2 separate regions of the Danio rerio genome follow, and region 2 is linked to region 1. Evidence: chromatin contacts called from public Hi-C data. All regions are on one chromosome and are shown on one strand. The core of a region is the stretch at or near the end of the contact, and the rest is flanking DNA. Distances in the headings are between cores, read along the strand shown.

Region 1 (4,005 bases), core at 684-3,183:
TTCATGTCATTTTTCTTTCGCCACTTTCAGTGCATTCCTACTCCCTCACAAGTCTATCTGAACTGTAAAAGCTCAATCTTTTTGTTGAAAATTAACCTTTATTATTGATTCATACTTTTTCATTCGGCTTAGTGCTTTATTTATCAAGGGTCGCCACAGCAGAATGAACCACTAACTATTTCAGCCTATGTTTTACGCAGCAGATGCCCTTACATCCACAACCCAGTACTGGGAAACACCCATACATACTCATTCACACTCATACACTACAGCCAATTTTGTTAACCCAATTCACTTATAGCGCATGTTTTTGGACTGTGGGGGAAACCGGAGCACCTGGAGGACACCCATGCCAACGCAGTGCATAAAATCATCAGCTGCGCTCTTCCCTCCTTAGAGGAGTTGATTAAAGCCCGGTGCTACAGCAAAGCATGCAACATCCTGAAGGACTCATCCCATCCAGCACACCATCTATTTCAACTGTTACCTTCAGGGAGGTGATACAAGACCATAAACGCAAAAACAAACTGACTAAAAAATAGTACATATCCCAGGGCTGTTGCAATAATGAACGGACAATAAATATCTTACGCACCTTTTAACTTGAAAGCTGCTAGAAAATGTACTTTATACACACTTCAAACATTGTATTGTTACTACTTTTATAATTATTGTTGCCTTTTTACCTTTTTATGTATTGTTTGATATTGTTGTTGTTTTAGACAATTGGCACTGTATTGCAGGGAAGGGCAAACATAAATTTCATTGTATTTTGTACAATGAAAATGAATATTCTGATTCTGAACTCCACACAGAAACGCCAACGGGTCCAGCCAGGACTTAAACCAGCAATCCTGGCTACAGCAGCAAAGACCACATTGGGAGCCGGAACAGGAAACCGAGACTACAATTCACACAGGCTCATCATAATTGGTCATTAGGTTATTGGAAAACATTGTCTGGTCTGATGAGTCTCCATTTCTGCTGTGATATTCGAATGATAGGGTCAGAATTTGGCTCCAGCAACATGAAAGCATGGATCTATCCTGCCTTGTATTAAGGGTCCAGGCTGGTGGTGGTTGTGTAATGTTGTGGGTGATCATTTTCTTGGCACAGTTTGGGCCTGTTAGTGCCAATTGAGCATTGTGTCAATGCCACAGCCCACCTGAGCATTGTTGCTGACCATGTCCATCTCTTTATGACTATTGTGTACTAATCTTCTGCTATTTCCAGCAGCCTAATGCGCCATGTTTCTGGATACTTGAACATGACAATGAGTTCACTGTACTTAAATGACCTCCACAGTCACCAGATATCAATCCAATAGAGCACCTTTGGGATGTGGTGGAAAGGAGATTTGCATCATGGATGTGCAGCCGACAAATTTGTAGCAACTGTGTAATGTCATCATGTCAATATGGACCAAAATCTCTGGGGAATATTTCCAGTACCTTGTTGAATCTGTGCCACGAAGGATTGAGGCAGTTCTGAGTGCAAAAGGGTGTTCTAACCTGCCCGGTACTTGTAAGGTGTACCTAATAAAATGGCCAGTGAGTGTATATATACTATACAGCCTATCAACGTTGTCCCAAAACTATTGAACAACACCCTTTATTGTTTCAGGACAATTTAGAAAATCGTTTTTGATACACTTAAAATGTTGACTGCTGATTCATTACTGATTAATTGAAATTTATGTGATATATTTAAAAATGTAAATAAATCAATATTTTCTGCCAGGGCATTATCAGGTTTTTTTTTTTTGACAGATTATTTTTACAGTGTTGCCATGTATATATTTGATATATTTCTACTTGCGTTGCTTTTTCCAGCCATCATGGTTGCTTTGAGAAATTGAGTCACAACTTCCTGACTTGACTGTCCAAAGGTCAATCCTGCTGGCTTAATCCGACTCCCTTTGCCCTCTTTCCCTTTAGCAGGGCCCCTGGACCTCTGCATTCCTCAATCCTCCAGCACCTTCAAATGGTGCAGTGCAGAGGCCTCAAACAGCCACCAGCTCGAGGAAAGGCCTCACTCAGAGAAAATGCATGCCTGCAGCGGCAACCGGGCCCCAGTGATGACAGGGAGAAGGCAACTGGGGCTCCGCGGGGTGCAGATTGGTATATGCAGCACATTAGTCCCCCGAGCCAGAGACCACAGTTAAACCCAGCATGAGAATATCTTGAATATCTCAAGATGCCTGTCATGAAATGGCTGAGTTATATTATACTTCGTCTCATATTCATAAGGGGAAAAAAATCATTTTGTGCATTGCGTTGTGGCATCACTCGACTTATTTTTAGTTATTTATTTATATTCATTTTATTAAAAGTGTGCAACAAATTCTTTTTATTATATACATTATTTATTTTTATTTCAAGTTTATGGTTTTATATACAGTTGAAGTCAGAATTATTATTAGCCCCCATTTGATTTTTTTTCTTTTTTAAATAACTCCCAAATAATGTTTAACAGAGCAAGGAAATTTTCACAGTATGTCTGATCATATTTTTGTCTTCTGGAGAAAGTCTAATTTGTTTTATTTCGGTTAAAATCAAACCAGTTTTACATTTATTATGAACCAATTTAGGGCCAAAATTATTAGCCCTTTTAAGCAATTTTTTTCCGATAGTCTACAAAACAAACCTTCGTTATACAATGACTTACCTAATTACCCTAACCTGCCTAGTTAACCTAATTAACCTAGTTAAGCTTTTAAATGCCACTTTAAGTGTCTTGAAAATATATATTAAAATATGATTTACTGTCATCATGGCAAAGAAATCAGTTATCATAAACTCTGTTAAACAGATATTGGAGGAAAAAATAAACAGGGAGCTAATAATTCTGACTTCAACTGTATATTTAATATACACACATAGAAACTTTGATACAAAATATTTTAGTTTAGTTTAGTTTTAGTTTGTGCTTATATATATAGAAAATCATAATATGATTATTGTATAACAACGTGCATGAGTTTAAATGATTTAAGAAATAAATATAAGAGCTGGGCAAAGATAAATCACAATTAATCACTTCCAAAATAAAAGTTTGTTTGGATTTAATGTAAGTGTGCCTGCCATGTACATTTATTATGCATATATTAATACACAAATGCATGCATATATTTGAGAAAATGTTTATTTATATTTAGACATAAAATATAGATATTGTACAAATTCTGTATAAATTTAAATATCTATGTAACAAAACGTGTTAGTTTTGTATGTGCATGTATTATATACTGTTGAAGTCAGAATTAATAGCCCCCTGAATTATTAGCCCCCCTGTTAATTTTACCCCCAATTTTTGTTTAAAAAAGAGCATTTTTCAACACATTTCTAAACATAATATTTTGAATAACTCATTTCTAATCACTGATTTATTTTATCTTTGCCATGATGACAGTAAATAACATTTTACTAGATATTTTTCAAGACACTTCTACACAGCTTAAAGTGACATTTAAAGGCTTAAATAGGTTAACTAGGTTAACTATGCAGGATAGGGTAATTAGGCAAGTCATTGTATAATGATGGTTTGTATTGTAGACTATCGAGAAAAAAAATAGCATAAAGGGGCTAATAATTTGGACCCTAAAATAGTTCATAAAAAAAATAAAAACTGCTTTTATTCTAGCTTAAATAAAACAAGTAAGACTTTCGCCAGAGGAAAAAAATATGATCAGACATACTGTGAAAATTTCCTTGCCCTGCTAAACATAATTTGGGAAATATTTAAAAGAAAAAAAATTAAAAGGGTGGCTAATAATTCTGAATTCATATATGAGTAATATCACACGAGCAGCAGTGCGATATGGCTGTATATCGGCACTGGTGGGAGGGGTGCGTTGCCGATATACAGCCATATCGCACTGCTATGAGTGTGATATTGCGTTTATACAACAGTTTGACGGCATAATTGTGTATATAAAAACAAAATCAAACATGGAGACTCTCAAAATCCTTTTTGTATGAGGAACTACTTTCTTCCGCGTTGGAT
Region 2 (4,005 bases), core at 1,063-3,562, 150 kb before region 1:
AATGGTCCCATCAATCTGTGAGATTTTAAAGTGTGTATAAAGAAAAACTATCTGTTCATTTTACAATTTTTGTTAAGATAGAATTTATCAGAATAGTATTTTAAATGTAGAAAGTATTGTTTTTATGAGCACTGTAGTAGTAAATGTATTTCTGATGACTTACATTTGGAAATGCTTGAAAAGTAGACTTGAGTCACTTGGTGTTAGATTTAAGATTTTTTAGGCCACGCAGACAGTGTTTACTTGAGACAAGACCCTTAACATCTCTAAAACAAATAAATATGCACTAACCATCAAGCAATTAATCTATTTGAGGCCATATTTGAGGAATACATACTCCACTGAGTAGCAGATAATTAATAAAGTGCCTAATTTAATCTAGGACAAAGTCCCAAATGTTATCTAACCTCAGTTCAGAAACCTGCAATAAATACATCAAAATGTCATGCTTAATATGCAGTTGAAATGTTTGTCTTATTTCTGCCAATTAAGCTATTTAGTTTCCTGGAGAAACTTGATTGTTGGAAAATAAAGCGGCACTACAGAGCTGTGGAGTTGGGTAGCCTATAGCCTAATGTAGTTCATTAACTGAAACGTTAAGCTGTCATTTGACTGAGGACAAATACTTCACACACTAACAAGCAACTCTTAATTCTTTGCTGTTGCACTCATTTTATCAATGGCATTCTGTAGTACATGAATCACTGCAATAGCACGGCTTCAACGCAACCGTTAGGGGAACCCTAAGGAAAGCCCTTGGCATAACAGCAGGTGTAAAGCAAAATACTTTTAGATACAATCGTCGACAGGACCTTCGCTTACCTGGCCCACAGAGTCGGCTGTAATGATATGGATTGCAGCACACTACCGGACCGTCCTGAGCTCCGAAGCTCTTGCACTCACAGAGCGCTTTTAGCTGGGCCGTGTGCTGCAGGTCAGACCACCGGTAAAGCTTACAGATAAGCAGTTGTGGAGGAGCCATGTGGCCGCCTAACCGCAGCTCGGTCCGCGATACCATCACACAGTCGCTCGGCATCCCGCCTGACTCCACAGCTTCCAACAAAGTATCCAAGGTTTTCTCCTTTAGCCTTTTTAATAGTGAATAGGTGGCGGTCTTGAGCTCCTGCTCCATGACGGAGCGAGGTTTCGACTCCTGGCTCTCCAGAGGACCGGGGTCCCGTGAAGAGCCAATGTTCCTCAGCACAAACTGGCACGAGCCTGGCTCCGGACTTCTAGATCCAGAATGATGGTCCCGATCTTTGAATAAACAGCAAGTGACTGTTCTACAATCGCTGTCCTGCACAGACCGAGGGCTTCCCACCGTACATACCGTACCCCCATCTTGGTCCAAAAAGCCCCCTGAGGTGCCACCGCCGCTGCTCTCAGCGGGATTCCTCGTACACACTTCCCCATAGTCCACGCTAGGCGACCCGCTCGGGGTCATCGGTCTGAACTCCGTCTTGGGAATTTTCTCTGGGTTGGTGCCAAGCAGATCGTCTCGAGACCCCTCGCCGCTTTTGCCATATCCATCGCCCCCCTCTTTATCTGGAATCAAACGGCTTCTCCAGAGTCGCCGCACAAGACCTGAGCGTTTCGTCCTGAACATACGACAACTTGAAACTCTAGATGAGTTATTTACGTTCAGATCTCAGCGATTTGAAACTATTTCTGAGCTCGTGCAACATTAATGTTGGCCGAATGCCGTGCAGCGCGTGCACAGCCGAGCACCGTATATCGGTGGCAAAGCCACAACATTAGTTTGGAAGGCACAATGCTATATTGCATTAAAAACAGAAATCGTCAAACTACCGCATAGCGAAACGCATTCATTTTACAAGAACGCTGTCAAGAAGCCTACATGTGAACCATGTTTGGAAAGTGGACCAAGAGTCCGATGATGTTTTTTTCCAGATTTAAAATGCACTACGGGTTTTAACTACATCAAATAAATGTGATGTCAAAAAACCCCAGGCGAAAATCTACTCTAGTCGCGCGCTCTTAAATGTTTTCGGACTTTGAAACACGTTCAAATCCACTCTTCAACAGCGGGTCTGGAGACATGAATGAAGCTGCTCCTCGGCGAATTAAATCCACAGACAATTCCTTGCAGAATTCACTATTCCGGTTGTTTTTCCACAATTCCAGCGCGCTCTCTTTTTTGCGATCCAAAAATATCCTTGTGCGCGCGCCGGGGCCAGAAAAGGAACAATCCGTAGACTTATAATGTGCTCCTGGTTCCGTGTTCAGACCTGGTCAAACTGCAACCCAGATATCTCTCTCTTTCTCCGTTTCTCTCCCTTTTTCCTTTTTTTCTCCCCCTGTCACACACATACACACACACATACGCACACACACAGGGCCCCCGAGGAGAGCGATGGAGCCATTGGCTGACTACCATCATGTGCTAGTCTAGACACTTTGGCGGCTCTGAGCTGCACTGATTGTTGCGCAAACAAGGTTTCAAGTTTCTTAACTCTTAAAGGCATAACATCCATCTATTTCTTTTTTCTTCATATATCCTAACTAAGATAATTGTTTATTCCAAGCAAAGAAAAAAAAACTTCGCGTAAATTACAACCAATGTAAAAATCTGATGCTATTTAACAAACATTTTCAAGATGATGATGTTAATGCAACTTTACTGCGGTCATAACTTTATGTTAAGTGTTGTGCAATTTATTTTTATTCTTAAAAATGCAAAATAACAATAATACGTAATATGCATGAGCAAAAAAATAAGTTATACTACATAGTAAAAACCCCTTTATAGATTCCTCCAGAAAGTTTTAATTTTTATTTTGTGGCATCTTATTTCAAGTAGTTTTCAGCTTTATACTGACACCTATAGGTCCGGATGCATGACGATTATGTGTATATTTTATGGTCAATGAAATGTTCTGGAAAAAATATGAATTTGAAAAGAGAAACTTTGCAGTATATTGACTGTTAATATAGACCATTTTGAAGGATGTAAACAAAAACAACGGTCCCAATGTGTTTCTTGTTTTAAAATTTTCATTTAGCTTCCGAGAATCCAAAAAGAGCCACATTTTAATCAATAATGTTATGATTTTATGTTATGACTGTTTCAACAATAAGTTATGATTAAATTGCTTCTTATTGCAGTCATGAAATAGTTTGATAACAAGCAAAAATGTTCATGGGCCAATGGCATGACCACATTGAAATGGTCTACAGAATGGTCTCAGAACAAAATCACTAGGACAAAATAGTCTCAACATGAAATGGCAACTTGCTGTAGAAAAAAACAGCTTTCTAAGAATATTCAATTTTACTTTAGTTTAAAAATTTTAAATTTTCAATAAATCTGTTTCTTCCTGACTATTCATTGTCTATACACACATTGTCTATATATATATTTTTTATATATATATATATATATATATATATATATATATATATATATATATATATATATATATATATATATATATATATTTATATATATATATATATATATATATATATATATATATATATATATATATATATATATATATATATATATATATATATATATATATTATTTGTAATATTAATTAATTGCATTTTTTTACTTGTTCAGACTACTTAATTAAAATGAGCTGAAATAACACAATTATTGAGATTTTATTAGGACAACTTAATTTTTTTGTTCAATCCACATAAATTTGCTAAGTGTTAAGTTGTCTTAATCAATTTGTGTTGGGACAACATGAATTAATTGTATTGAACCCTGCCTTTTTTACAGTGCATCATATATCACATATAGAGCTCCCGCTAATAAACTATGCATTACCTTTACTTCTCATGCTTGTGAACATACTTATAAACGGTTTTACTTATTTTCTACATGTGCATCTGTAACTGCAATCTATTTAGATACCTGACAAAAACATGTGGATCCGATTCTGAAATAGTTTTTGTTATTGCATGATGCAGAGAATGCGTTACCTGCACATGAGGAATTTTCAGTATATGGGAAGTTGGAAATTCCATAGAATG

The links. A called contact is a pair of places that touch in the nucleus more often than the background predicts.
Region 2: a contact with region 1 is called in a Hi-C map of embryo, with 1.7 times the contacts expected there. The contact joins the promoter of smad6b here to the enhancer-like site in region 1. A contact is called at or near these places in 1 of 18 Hi-C or Micro-C datasets (embryo) and 1 of 4 datasets of contacts at active chromatin or transcription factors (embryo).

What each region holds. Positions count from the first base shown.
Region 1 is chr18:20,885,694-20,889,698 of GRCz12tu, reverse strand. No RefSeq gene overlaps it. Among named protein-coding and RNA genes, the nearest start is that of snapc5, 9.8 kb to the right of the region's middle. Within about 2 kb of position 1,933, at least 25 of the 62 cell types and tissues checked have an H3K27ac peak or open chromatin away from gene starts, as enhancers often do.
Region 2 is chr18:21,033,575-21,037,579 of GRCz12tu, reverse strand. It overlaps smad6b (SMAD family member 6b), which reads right to left and starts at 2,312. Exons shown (of 4, transcript NM_001045051.2): 1 at 823-2,312. The coding sequence starts at 1,606.